Regions from separate parts of the Mus musculus genome. Here all the other regions are linked to region 2. Evidence: chromatin contacts called from public HiCAR-type and promoter capture Hi-C data. All regions are on one chromosome and are shown on one strand. Each heading gives the region's core, a stretch centred on a gene start, on an enhancer-like site or on the middle of the called end of the contact. The rest is flanking DNA. Distances are from core to core; before and after follow the strand shown. Region 1 overlaps Fmnl2 (formin-like 2). Region 2 holds the start of Rprm (reprimo, TP53 dependent G2 arrest mediator candidate). Region 3 has its middle 40 kb from the start of Fmnl2. Region 4 holds the start of Cacnb4 (calcium channel, voltage-dependent, beta 4 subunit).

Region 1 (3,079 bases), core at 304-2,803, 1.0 Mb after region 2:
CTTAGGTAATCCCCTACAGCTCCTAAGGCAAACGTGATGCTTGGGACTGAGTGACAACATGCCTGCACGGAGAGAGGTCTAGTGAAGCTCAAATACTGGATGTGTTATCAGTGGAAGTGTTTCCAAAGGGGACTAAGTGGGGGGGGGGGGGGGGAGCCCCACCCTGAATATGGGTTGTACCATCCAATAGGCTAACATGAAAAAGAAGTGAACTACTAGCACCATTCTTGCTAAGTATGAATATATTCATAGTATAGCCGCTGCTGCCATCCAGACATTACACTCCAGCTTCTCTGGATTTTCAGTATGGACTCAACACAAACAGTTCTCTAGGGAGCTCTAGACACTAGATGCCCTGTCAGCTATATCTCCACTGAGAGACCCTAGAGACAACAGAAGTGGAGACAGTCTCAGACATCTCAGTATGAACACTGACCCCATAGAACCAGAGAGCTTCGTAAACCTACTGCTAGGGTGGTATGCTATCCATTCACAACCACCACGTAAACAAAACCATGTAGCAGTGCTAATAGCACATTTGACTTTGCTACCCATACCCAAGAGAACAGAGCAGCCAGAGGTGTCCTGGTAAATTAGATAATCCAGTTCATGGCTGACATAATGGAACACATACAAACTCTAGGACTACATCTCCCATGGCTTGAGAGTAGTCTTTGTACTGAATACAAAAGTACTACTCCTTCCATGTTTAAAATATTTAGTACTTCCAGAGTTACTTGGATGGCTCCTGCTACATTTATAGCCCCCATGCCCTCAAATACTGATGAGGTCAATGAAATTAAACTCAGAGGGATTCTGGGAACACATCAAAATGTCTGTTCTTCTTCCTGTCCAGTTTGGACCACTGTGAATAACACTTGACAGGCTTTCTTAAATCAAGTTAATAATGCATAGTACGAGTGCTTTCAGATGCCCAGTAGCTAAACCACAATCAGCCTTCTTAGGAAAATTTCTAGCAGTGTGGAGGGGGGACAAGGGCTACTGCCAAAAGTCTTCTATACAAGAGAGCTGGTGGCCTTGAGTGACTCATTTTAGAGGGCTTGTGTGTCTATACTGGAAGTTCAGAAGTGGGGAGGCGTTAGGGTGTTTACTAACCTAACTACAGCTTTTGCCCTAAACCAGATGTTACCAGTATAAAAGCAGTTGGAGACAGTTGTAACTGATCTGGAATCCTGAGGGTTTTCAGGGATACCTTAAAGCATCCTGGGAGACTTGATGGCTCAAAACCCTCACGGTTTTATCAGTGGTGTTACTGTAGTAGGCTGCTCTATTGTAGTATTCTATTCTTGGATACTTCTGCTATGACACCAAATGGAAACTTTCTTTGGTATATTTTGGAGTACCTTTTAAAAGTAGAGCAATTTCTCAACTATACCCAAGATAAAAGGGGGGGGGGGGGGGTGAAAGGAGGAAGGGTAAGGAAAAAGGGAAGAGGGTCTAGGTTGAAAACTTGTAGGAGATGAACTAGAACCTTTCTGAATCTACAGCGAGGGCTGGTCAAGGCCCTTCACAGTTGGCAGGACTTTATGAGCCCATGGGTTTCTTGGCAAGGTCAGTGATGTTTGGGAGAAAAGAACACCAAACAGCTGAGAGAGCACCTCTCAAGGATGAATGTGTAGGCTATTCGTGGGCTAGCCACACCAGCAATGCCTGCCCACGTCTAAGGCTAGCCACACCAGCAATGCCTGTCCATGTGTAAGGCTAGTGACACCAGCAATGCCTGTCCATGTGTAAGGCTAGCGACACCAGGAATGCCTGGCCAGCTCTAAGGCTGGTCTTTAGGCTTCTTGTCCTGTCTTTGTCTCCTGTTCTCCTTCATCTACCTTCTCTTCGGTATGTTAGAATCTGTTTCTTACAAAAAAGACACTGAACTAATATGAACACCAAAAGTATTCCTGATTCCAAAAGTATTTTTTTTCCTATCTCACAGACTAAATGCTCAAAAAAATATATATAGCCATGCAACTTAGACAGAACTTCAAGAAGATGGCTACATGTCTTTTCATATGGATAAAGGAAACAATGAGGAGAAACAGATGGCCCCTTATTCTCACCCTGGTCCTAGTTTTAGGGGCATAAATTTTCATGAGGGAACACTTCAACACCAAACCAGATGTGTTGATTTCTTTTACTTAGTTGTACTTAGAGCAAAGAATTTGCAGAGTGCCATAGTTGGCAATTAACAAGCTAATCTTCAACTATTCACACCCTTGCTATAGATACAAGTTACAAGCAGCCATAAGACATTGTATCACTGAAACTCACCATCATACACAAGTGATTGCTCAGTAATGCTGGCCTTAGACCCTACTTCATCACAATAAGCCAATGGCTTTTTTTCCTTTAAAGATTTATTTATTATTATAAATAAGTATACTGTTGCTGTCTTCAGACACACCACAAGAGGGCATCAGATCTCATTACAGGTGGTTGTGAGCCACCATGAGGTTGCTGGGATTTGAACTCAGGACCTTTAGAAGAACAGTCAGTGCTCTTAACTGTTGAGCCATCTCGCCAGCCCAAGCCGGTAGTTCTTGATCTTCCTAATGCTACAACACTTTAATACAGTTCCTCGTGTTGTGGTGACCCCCCCCCCACCCCAAGCATAAAATTATGTTTGCTGCTACTGCATAACTTATGGTTTTGCTATAGTTATGAATCATAAATATTTTTAGAGATAGTAGATTGCCAACAGCGTCTCAACCCACAGGTGGAGAAAAACTGCGATCAGCAATATCCTATAAAATTGTGTTAATATCCTTCAAATTTCATTAACTTGTATATTCTCTATTCCTAAGCAAAAACTTTAGATGTGAAGGTAAGACTCTTTTGAAAACAAAATGAGGACAAGCAAGATGTTTGGTAAAAATGCTTGAAACTCAAGCCTGGTAACTGAGGTCAATAACAGGAAGCTGAAATAGAAGAAAAGAATCAGCTCCCATAGTCTGTCCTCTACCCTTCACATCTCCACCATGATGTGAGCATTGCTTTGAAGTCTCCACCCACCCTCACCCTCACTCTTCTGATCTGGCTCTCATACACACTCACAGTAGTAATA
Region 2 (3,495 bases), core at 360-2,859:
CTTTATGATCCATTAATAATAGATTTGACATATATATGAATTATATATAGAATTTATATATAGTATATGATTTTATATGTTGTATACAATATACTATACATATAAATGTATACATATATACATATACATATATACATATGTATATATATGTAAACTAGAGCAACTAAGCCACGGAAAGTATGGCTAAGTCCTGGGAGCCTGGTTCTTTGCTGTTCACACCTCTCTATTCTCAGTAATAAAAGAATCTAGACAGCTAGAAGAAACTGAAACTTCAAAAAAAAAAAAAAACTTGCCTAAAAGGCTCTCCTTTGTGCTTGAGGGATGGCAGCACGTTACAAGGATGCCAATAATGCCAGTACATTCAGAGGATCTGAATGTGGAATGAGTGATTCTTACAGAGGGAATTTAACAAGCAAGCATGGTGTAATTAGAAGGCTCTGTGCATGCCTATCATCACCAAAGTCAGGATTCTAAGGCTTTGATTGACCGATTCAAGGGACAGGAGAAAAGGGAAGGAGAAGAGAGGATCCTGTATCTTCTGGAGTCTAAAACAAAGTAGAAGTGGCCTGTGTGTAAGGCTCCTCTGGTAGCACTTATACCCAACAGCCACTATGGACTGAGTGTCTGCAGCTCCCCGAAATGCCTGCAGATTGCCTTGTGGTGAGGAAGGCAGGGTGGGTGGGAGCAACAGCTTCTGGAGGGAGGCGCCCAGCTGCTGGCCGACATTCTAGCTGATGGATGTAGATGAGCAATTCCCTTAAACCACTGATTTTCTGCCAAGGACAGAAAACACTGGAAGCTCATCCAAAAACTCCTCCGCAATTAAAGTGGCAATGAAGTGGTTGGTCACTCTGCCCACCTCCCTTAACAGAGAGGTGACCCTGTTCTTGGTAACCACCTCCACACACAAACCACAAAGAGAGCAAGCACCTCCTTAGACCTGCGCCTTGCCTGGGCCTCACAGCTCACTACAAACCCCGCTTTACTACACACGTAAGAGCTTTCCAAGTAGGGTGCGGACGTAGCTCTTTTATGATTTCTAAGGTTTTCCTCCATTCTCCCTTCCTTAAAACAACAATAACATCAGCAACACCCCCTACTTAAAAAAAAAAAAAAACGGGGGTGGGGGTGGGGAGAGAAGAAATTCCCAGTCTTCCCACCTGCCTTGTCTTCCAATACTCCACCAGAAAGCTTACAAGAACAGGCAGCAGCCAAACACAGGCAGCAGGCCAGTACCTTGACCAGCGCCATCTGGTACCTGTCCACCTTACATCTGCTCAGAGGTGATAGGGTGGCTTCGAAGGACACACTTAAGAGAGGGTGTGATCCGGGTCCTCTGCAACTTTCAGCCTTTCTCTCCAAGTTCTTTACTTGCTCTTCAGATCAGGAGTGCATAGTGAACCCTGCCTAGCCCTTGGAAATGCAGAAGGCACAAAGCCTGCTGCTAGGTTAGCTCCTATCTTAGCCGCCCCTCTAAGCCGAGCGGGCGCAGCAAGGCTCTATCACCAGCAGGGGCCGCTGTTCGCTTGGAGCAGGAGCCGGGCCACCGCCAAGGCCCGCGCCTCCCACGGCCCCTCCGGCCCAACCCGCCAAGTTCCAAGAGCTCCCAGTCGTGCGAGCGCCGGGAACGAGCACTGCCTGGGCAGAACACAGCGCACAGGAGCCAGCTTGCGGCGCGCCCTGAAGAGGTTCTTGAGACACTTACGGACCTGGGACTTTGAAAGGGAGACTGAGGAGCCCTGCGCGCACAAGTGATCAAGCCAGCGCTCCGCCGGGCACCTGTTCGTCCCGCGCTACAGCCACTCTGGTCCCCACCCCTCCGATCCTCGCCTTCCCGGCTCCCGCTTGCTCTCGTGATGAATTCAGTGCTGGGCAACCAGACCGACGTGGCTGGCCTGTTCCTGGTCAACAGTAGCGAGGCGCTGGAGCGCGCGGTGCGCTGCTGCACCCAGGCGTCGGTGGTGACCGACGATGGCTTCGCCGAGGGAGGCCCCGACGAGCGCAGCCTGTACATCATGCGTGTGGTGCAGATCGCAGTCATGTGTGTGCTCTCGCTCACTGTGGTTTTTGGCATCTTCTTCCTTGGCTGCAACCTGCTCATCAAGTCCGAAGGCATGATCAACTTCCTAGTGAAGGACCGGAGGCCGTCTAAAGAGGTGGAGGCAGTGGTCGTGGGACCCTACTGAGTGGCCCTCGGGTCCCCCTCGGCGGGTGCCTCCCTTCTGGCACCTCCAGTACTCCGCCAGCCGCGATGCACCCCTCACCATCACGGACCGAGCAACGCAAACCTGTCGGAGTCAGTTTTTTTCTCTTGACTTCTGCCTTTGGGGAAAAAGTGACCGATTTCTGATAGCTCTTCGAAAGGCCCCAAGCAAGACTGTACAGGAGGAGCGCCCAGACTTCGGGATACAGCAGCAGGTGGCAAAAGCAGGGCGCAGAACTTTGGGAGTGGCTGCTGGCGTGGGATACTGGGAGATGAACCAGGCGGCGAAGGCCCCTTTCCACCTGCAGGTGGGCTCAGCACTGGGGACAGCTTGAGAGGCCGAGCAAGGCGGGGTGTGGATGGGTGTGTATTCAGAGGCCCAGTGACCGGAAAAAGTGACTGTTTATTCGCCACGCTGCAGACCTAATTGGGAAGGAACATAGATGCGTGTGGGTTTTGCGACCTACTAAGAGAGTGAAACTTTGATCGATAGTAACCTGTGGTTTTAGGGGATTTGTGTTAGTTTGCTTGAATACAAATATTTGATAAGTCTTTTGTGTCCTAGTGGCCTGTTTGCCTGCCTGCGGGTTAGAGTTTTTTGTCATTCTGGGAGAACGGGTGGGGGGAGGGGAGTCTGAGACTGTGAATGGGGTAAGTGCTTTCTTTTAGTGCATTTCCAGCTGGGTCTTTATGGGAGGCTAGCGCTCCAGCTACGCCCGGGACAAAGATCCAGAGTAGAATTCTTAGCTCCTGTCTGCACGGTTTACGCCACAAAAGTGCTCTTGATATCCGTGACACCGTTTGACTCTTTTTCTTATTTAACATTTCCTTAATAAATGCAACATTTAAGTGTTTTGTTTCTGGCTTCCTGGTAGTCATTCTGTTCTCCTGGAGGAGGGGAAGGTCGGCTGCGCAGCTTCTGGGTCCCAGCCAGAAGGTTTCGCCTGGCCATAGCTGCGATTCTACTTCATAGATCCTTAGATCCATGGAGGGGAGGAGGGGCTGGACAGAGAGCCCAGGGATTTGTGACACACACGAAGCCCCAGGCATAAAAGCCATCTCGAAAACAGCGGCCTTTGTTTTCTCGCATATTTATGATTTAAAATTTCATTTCGTTTCGAATGTCAGGTAGGTTCTCGCGGGAAATTACACTTCCGTGCCAGGCTCCTCGGGGAACTCTAGGTTACCCCGCTAATGAAAGGAGGAGACAGCCAAGCCAGTCTTTAGGGAGAGCATCTTTTCCCCTACCCACGTCAGCAGGAAGGCAAGGGGATGTTGCCCCAGAAAAAGAA
Region 3 (3,027 bases), core at 133-2,632, 1.3 Mb after region 2:
TTGTCTTATTGCTATAGCTAAGACTTCAAGTACTACCTTGAATAAGGTGAGAGAAAGTACATGCTTGTCGTCTCAGGGCTGATTTTAGAGGAATTGCTTTGTGATTTGCCACCTTTTCTTTATTCATTTCTCTCTTCTTGGACACCTAAGTTGGTTCTATAGTTTAGCTAATGTGAATAATGCTACAGTATACATTGATAGGCAAGTATCTCTGCGATATACTGACTTTTAGACCTATCTAAGCTACTTTTCTATTATTGTGATAAAACACATGACCAAGACAACTTATAAAAGAAAGTGTTTGACTGGGGGCTTGCTTATAGGTTCAGAGGGTGAGTTTCTGACCATCATGGCAGGGAACACAGCAGCAGGCAAGTAGGCATGGTGCTGAGAGCTTTCACTTGATCCACAAGAATAAGCAGAGAGAGGAGGCAAACTGAGAATGGCATGGGCTTTGGAAGTCTCAAAGTCCACTCCCAGTGACAAATTTCCTCCAAGGCCACACCTGCTAATCCTTCCCAAGCATTTCCACTAACGGGGGACACAACATTCAAATATATAAGCTTTTGGATCCAGTCTCATTCAAATCACCACAATATCCAGAAGTGGTATTTGGATCATATGGTAGACCTATTTTTAGTTAGTTTGTTTTTTGTTTTTTTTTTTTGGGGGGGGGGCGGGTGTTGAGACAGGGTTTCTCTGTGTAGCCCTGGCTGTCCTGGAACTCACTCTGTAGACCACCAGGCTGGCCTCGAACTCAGAAATCCGCCTGCCTCTGCCTCCTAAGTACTGGGATTAAAGGCGTGCACCACCACTGCCCGGCTATTTTTAGTTTTTTGAGGAAGCTCTATACTCATTTTCTCAGTGACTGAGACTAGCTTATTTCATTTCCAACAGTGATGTGTAAAAGTTCACATTGCCCATATCCTTTACTACATCATATTTTTGTACATAAATTGGCTTTCATCTTTATCATTTATATACCAAATAATTGTTCTGAGTGAATTTGTTCCTTAAAATTTGAATGTTGCCTTATTGTAAGCAGGTATAAATAATAACTGTATAGCAATCTATAGTTGACCAATCTGAAGTAGGCTGGTAGAAATGCGTGTAGAGTTGTGTTGGAACCTAAGCCAGGGAAGAGAAGATGCTATTGCTGTGGAAGTCAGTGGGAGAGTCAGAGTGAGATACAAAGTCCAGCTGTGAGATGAAAGGGAAAAAAAGAGATTGGAACAGGAAGGGCAGGTAGAGGTTCATGGGTAAAGTGAGCAGGCAGGCAAAGGACAGTACAGCCAGCCAAAGCAGTGTACTAATCTAAGCTGCAGCCCTAGGGGAGTCAGGAGTTCTCTGCCTATTCTTCCTAGATACACATACCAGGCACCAGATGACAGGTGGGCGTGGAACTATAGTCATTGCAGTGCTAGGTGCCCACTGCTTTATGGGGCACAGATGAAGGGGCTATTCCTTCTCCTTGGTCTGGCATGCCTGTTCAGTTTTGGAGCCAGGTTTCTCTGATTTTAATATGCCCATGTAACCTTCTAGTCTCAATTTACCTTAAGGAATGTATCAACTGTCACCTTTTCTATTCACACAAATGAGTCCTTTATCAATTGTGCTCTATGGGTGGTATTGAACAGATGGGAGGTATCACCCTCAAAAGGGAATCAAAAGCTGCTTGTAAAATGAAGTCACTCAGAGCAAAGTACAGACTGAAAATAAAAAAACCCAAACAACAAAACATCTCTGCTTTGTACAATCTTTCCTTGATCGCACACCCACAGAATTGTTCCATCAGCTAAGGATCAAGTGTTCAAACACATGCACCTCTGCGGTGCCCATCACTTTCAAACAGTAGATGTGTCTATGGATTAATAGTCCGTACTCTGTACTCTGTTCTCTCTCTCAACTTCCCCACCACTTCTCTATATATTTTCTTGTCAAGTCAGTTGAAGTTTATCCTTAAATGCATGGCATAATGAGCATACATGACTTCCCTAGAGCATAAATATGATGGTAGACTAGCATTTTAATGTGTGTCTGGCATCAAGAAAAATGAATTCGTGTGCATACAAATTCTCACCATTTTTCTTGATGCCAGATACACATTCCATACAATTTATTAAGGGTCACAAAGATGAGAGATCAGGTACAGAGGAGGCCAGTAAACGGTCCAAAATCATCTTGGGGTTAAAGATGGCCTCCAGGATAACTTGGCTCTGAATTTGCAACATTCCACACTCTCAACATCATTGAAAAAATGTTATATATTACATTGTTCTATACAGTTATATATTATGTATATATTGCACATGTGCATAAATATATAGATATAAACTGATGAGTCCATTCAGTGTTGCACGTACATGATTTCAGGGCCGACTATTTTTAGTACTAGATAATCCACAAGGGGGCTATTACGTGGGGGAAGACTATTTCTACCTTTCTCAACATCACTTAGTTGCTTGTAGTTCTTTGTCTATGAATGGGTGAGTTTCTTCTTCCATATATTTATAGATTTGAGTTTCACAGGTGTGCTATCGGTGTGCCTGATACCAGTGGAGTCCAGAAGAAAGCATCAAATACCCTGGAACTGGAGTTACAGATAATTGTGAGTGGCCATGTGGGTGCTAGAAATTGAAACCAAGTCCTCTGAAAGAGAAACCAGCCTTTCCAGCAGCTGAGCCATTTTGCCAGCCCTTTCTCCATGCTCCCATACTTAGACATACACTTTAAGTCACTGCATTCTCTAACAGTGCCATAGATCACTGAGAAATGGAGCCTCACCAACTAGCCAAGCTCTTGAATACTAGATTTTTCTATTCATCTTCTTAACACTTTATCACCTTGCACCTCCAAAACCCTGACAGCAACATGTGCCCAACAACAAATAGCCTGAAGTCTCAGCCTGTAAGTTTTTAAAGGCACAACAGTGTCTTACGTTTAACTTAATTTCTTATGCCTAGCACAGATCCAACAAGTATTGATGCATGTCAAGATATCAGATAACCAGATATCAGATAACCAGAG
Region 4 (3,284 bases), core at 566-3,065, 1.4 Mb after region 2:
CGTAATCCGCACAGCTCTTGTCGAGAGGCAGATGCGCAGAGCCATTCATGCTGTCTTCCTGGTGTGGATTCTGTTCTGATTATTCAGTCAGTGAAACTGGGCGATGAGAAGCCAGAGCCTCCGCAACCATTTAGTCTGTGTGTATTGATGAAGTGTCAACTAAGAAAAAGGTTCCTAGAACAGAATGAGATGACAGCAACTAATGGGGGTGCTGGTGGAGAGGGGTGTCTACATTAGAGATGGCTCCTTACCCATTAACTTCCTAGGGGCTTCCACTACACATAAACTACACAGATACCGAGCTATTTTGGAAACTGGATTTTCACAAAAGCAAGACTTAATATATACTAAGATATCCTGTGCCAAATATCTAGAGAATAAATGCTCCAGTTTTTCAGGCACAGGACAATCCAGGACCACAAGGGTCAGGGAGGATTTCTGTGGAGGAAGAGTGAGCTGAGCAGGGTTGCAGAACTCTGGGTGGTGTCTAGATAGTGTGGAGGGCAGATGCCAAGGACATACTTCAGAGCTCTGATGCTGAAGTGGAGTGCAAGTCAGGGACGAGCAGTAAATGGGCCTGCCTGCTCTCTGGCTTTGCAAAGAGAAATCAATTTGGAGGGAGGAGTTTTGGAGTGTGGGTATGTCCAAAGCAAGCAGGAAGCCTAGTTTGCAGATCACAGACTTTGGGCTTTACCTCAGAAAACAGTAAATTGAGGAAAGTGGTTTTGGAGAAATGGCTTTGCCTGAGTGTAGATGGACTGTGCTTGGTGTGTGTGTGTGTGTGTGTGTGTGTGTGTGTGTGTGTGTGTGTGTTCGTGTGCGCGTGTGTGCATGTGTGCGTGTGCGTGTGTGTGTGTGTGTGTGTGTGTGTGTTTGTGCGCACAGGGAGCTTGGAGGCAAGACTAGTTTTAGGACCCAAGTTTAGATGAAGTGAAGATGTGGGTCTGTAAAGAAAGTGTGTAATGGATGGGAAAATAAACGTGACACTTGTTTTTATAAGTGAAACACTAGATTGCAGGGTGAGGGGGGCTGATTTAGTGGCTTTATGTCTACTTCTATTTTTACTATGCATCTCTGCGGCTGTAACTATAGTTAGGATTTATTTTCTTGAATTCACATATTTGCCCACCTCTTTTGATTACTTCAAATTTCTTCCTTCTAGGATCCTCTTGCTTTGAACTTGATCTCAAACACAGCATGTGTTTGCAGCCGGAAAAGCTAGGTTGAGTTTCTTCTCCTGGAAACAGCTATACCGAATTGGAGGCACGTGGCCAACTCCTGCTTTTTAGCAGGTTTGACGTGACCTTCAAAACTCCTTAGGACATGCTGGTCTCCGGTGGTGGGGCTGCATCTCCAGTCAGACTCTGACTGACAGGCTCTCCCACGCCTGCCTAGGTGTGTATAACTTGCATCTCTGAGAGTAGAGTTGCTCAAACAATAACAATAACAAACAAAAACAAAAAAACCACTAATAAAAAGCAAACACACACACACACACACCCTGTGCCTTACCATCCCTGTGTGGGATGATGAGGAAAGTCAAGGAAGGAGGAGTCAGTCCTGTCCTTTTCAAATTGGAGTTCTGGGACACACACACACACACACACACACACACACACACACACACACACACACACACACACACGCACGCACGTTCCGCTCTGCCCACTCCCTGCAACACTGCACCAGCTTCCCTCCCTAAGTCCTGATTCATGAACCGTGCCACCTTTGTCTCATTTTAAACTGTGCAGACTATTTTAATCCTCCCACCCCCAGCTCAGATTTTCCCCTCCCTCCATCCTCTGGAAAGCTGCGCTGTAAAGCGCTCGCGGGGTGGGAGAGCACTTCTCCCCGAGGCTCGGGAAGGCGACAACCGAGAAGCCCCCTCTCCTGGACCTCCAGGAGGGCGCGGGGGGGGGGAGGGAAGCGCTTCGGCCCCTTTAAGGTGCGGCGCTCGGCGAAGTGCGGGCAGGCGGCCCGCGAGCCGGCGCGGGGCCAGGAGCCGGGTAGGGAAGTCCTGCCTCCCCCTCCACCCGCACCGGCCCGCGCCCTCCGCCCACCGCGCTGCGAGGGCCATGCGGCGCCTCTGAACCATGTCGTCCTCGTACGGCAAGAACGGGGCGGCGGACGGGCCGCACTCCCCCAGCTCACAGGTACCGCCCCCTCCTCCACCCGCGCCGCCCCGCGCCCCGCCTTGGTGCCGCGAGTGCGGGGCGCTGGTCCTGAGCCGCCGCTCCCTCCTCCGCGCCTCCCGCCCGCCCGCCTGCCCGCTCCTCCCCCTCCTCCTCCCCTCCTCCTAGCCCTGCTCCGGGGCTCAGCGCTCCGGCTTCAGTGTCCGCAGCCTCCTGTCGCCGATGCCGGGGATTCAGACCCCGCACACGCGACGTTTTGTTAATGGATGTGGTGGGTGCTCGGGACCACCCAGCTCGGGGTGAGGGATGGGGGTGGGGGCGCTGGGAGGCGCCGGGGAGACTAGGGTTCGGGGCTCGGGGCGAGAGGGGGGGGGGTCCCCAGGGCGCGGTTCCCAAGGAGGACTCCAGCCCCGGGTGACCGCTCGGCTCAGCGCTGCGGTCCTCACTGGCTTCTTTGTGGCCCCGGTGTGTCGAGTTCAGGTGGCCCGAGGCACCACGACCCGGAGGAGCAGGTTGAAAAGATCGGATGGCAGCACCACTTCTACCAGCTTCATCCTCAGACAGGTAGGAGGTTCGGGCGCCCGGAGCCCGCACCCAGCGCGGTCCCTCGCCCCCGAGCGCGAGTCCGGTCTGCGCCGCTCGGGGCTCGGTCCTTGTCCCTCTGCTTCATGCTGCCCTGTCCTGGGGTCCAGCCGCCCCTACCTCTGCTTCCAACTCCATCCCTCTGCTGGTACCCTGGCTACCTAGTGTTGGCATCCCTACATCTCTCTGTCGCTCCGAGAAGTTAGTTTGTATTTTGTGTACTTGCGTTGGAGAGGAAAAGGGACATTGGCCGGGGACACTGAATTTAAGAGCTAGAAAGTATTCCTGGCCCACCTTCGTTGCACAGAGGGACCTTGAGAGACCTGATTTGATGCGCTGTGAGAGTTTGAGGGTTTCTCCAATCTTTGTCCTATTTTTGAATACTTTGCACATTTTTGAGCGAGTTCTCTGAGTTCTGGCCAAAAGAAAGACACTTAGAAAAGTTTAGTCTCATCTTGGCACTGCTTCATCGATTTCGCGTAATCACGGACTGACAGGGACAGCGGTCTAGTGAGACCTAAATAAGACAGCGCGGGCGCAGTTCCCAGGGTCTGGCTGAACCTCGCGCTG

The links. Promoter capture Hi-C pulls out the DNA fragments that hold promoters and counts their contacts. HiCAR-type assays count read pairs that join an accessible place to other places.
Region 1: a contact with region 2 is called in a HiCAR-type map of astrocytes, with 4 times the contacts expected there. The contact joins the enhancer-like site here to the promoter of Rprm in region 2. A contact is called at or near these places in 7 of 39 promoter capture datasets (the C10 cell line, cranial neural crest, hippocampal neurons and 3 more), 1 of 15 datasets of contacts at CTCF or cohesin (embryonic stem cells) and 1 of 115 datasets of contacts at active chromatin or transcription factors (astrocytes).
Region 3: a promoter capture Hi-C map of hippocampal neurons shows a contact between it and region 2, with 4 times the contacts expected there. The contact joins the enhancer-like site here to the promoter of Rprm in region 2. A contact is called at or near these places in 3 of 39 promoter capture datasets (cranial neural crest, hippocampal neurons and stem cell-derived epiblast-like cells) and 1 of 115 datasets of contacts at active chromatin or transcription factors (astrocytes).
Region 4: a HiCAR-type map of astrocytes shows a contact between it and region 2, with 2.7 times the contacts expected there. The contact joins the promoter of Cacnb4 here to the promoter of Rprm in region 2. A contact is called at or near these places in 2 of 39 promoter capture datasets (embryonic stem cells and hippocampal neurons) and 2 of 115 datasets of contacts at active chromatin or transcription factors (astrocytes and embryonic forebrain).

What each region holds. Positions count from the first base shown.
Region 1 is chr2:53,077,800-53,080,878 of GRCm38.p6, reverse strand. The region is part of intron 9 of Fmnl2 (formin-like 2); the gene reads right to left. Among named protein-coding and RNA genes, the nearest start is that of Gm52511, 71 kb to the right of the region's middle. Within about 2 kb of position 1,553, at least 11 of the 459 cell types and tissues checked have an H3K27ac peak or open chromatin away from gene starts, as enhancers often do. A contact at or near this core is called in astrocytes, where this site is marked.
Region 2 is chr2:54,083,666-54,087,160 of GRCm38.p6, reverse strand. Rprm (reprimo, TP53 dependent G2 arrest mediator candidate) reads left to right here and starts at 1,609. Exons shown (of 1, transcript NM_023396.5): 1 at 1,609-3,068. The coding sequence starts at 1,857. The coding sequence ends at 2,186.
Region 3 is chr2:52,815,901-52,818,927 of GRCm38.p6, reverse strand. No RefSeq gene overlaps it. Among named protein-coding and RNA genes, the nearest start is that of Fmnl2, 40 kb to the left of the region's middle. Within about 2 kb of position 1,382, at least 2 of the 459 cell types and tissues checked have an H3K27ac peak or open chromatin away from gene starts, as enhancers often do. A contact at or near this core is called in hippocampal neurons, where this site is marked.
Region 4 is chr2:52,675,140-52,678,423 of GRCm38.p6, reverse strand. It overlaps Cacnb4 (calcium channel, voltage-dependent, beta 4 subunit), which reads left to right and starts at 1,815. Exons shown (of 14, transcript NM_001037099.2): 1 at 1,815-2,153; 2 at 2,613-2,696. The coding sequence starts at 2,094. It overlaps Gm46740 (a long non-coding RNA gene), which reads right to left and starts at 1,643. Exons shown (of 2, transcript XR_001783304.2): 1 at 1,130-1,643; 2 at 1-174.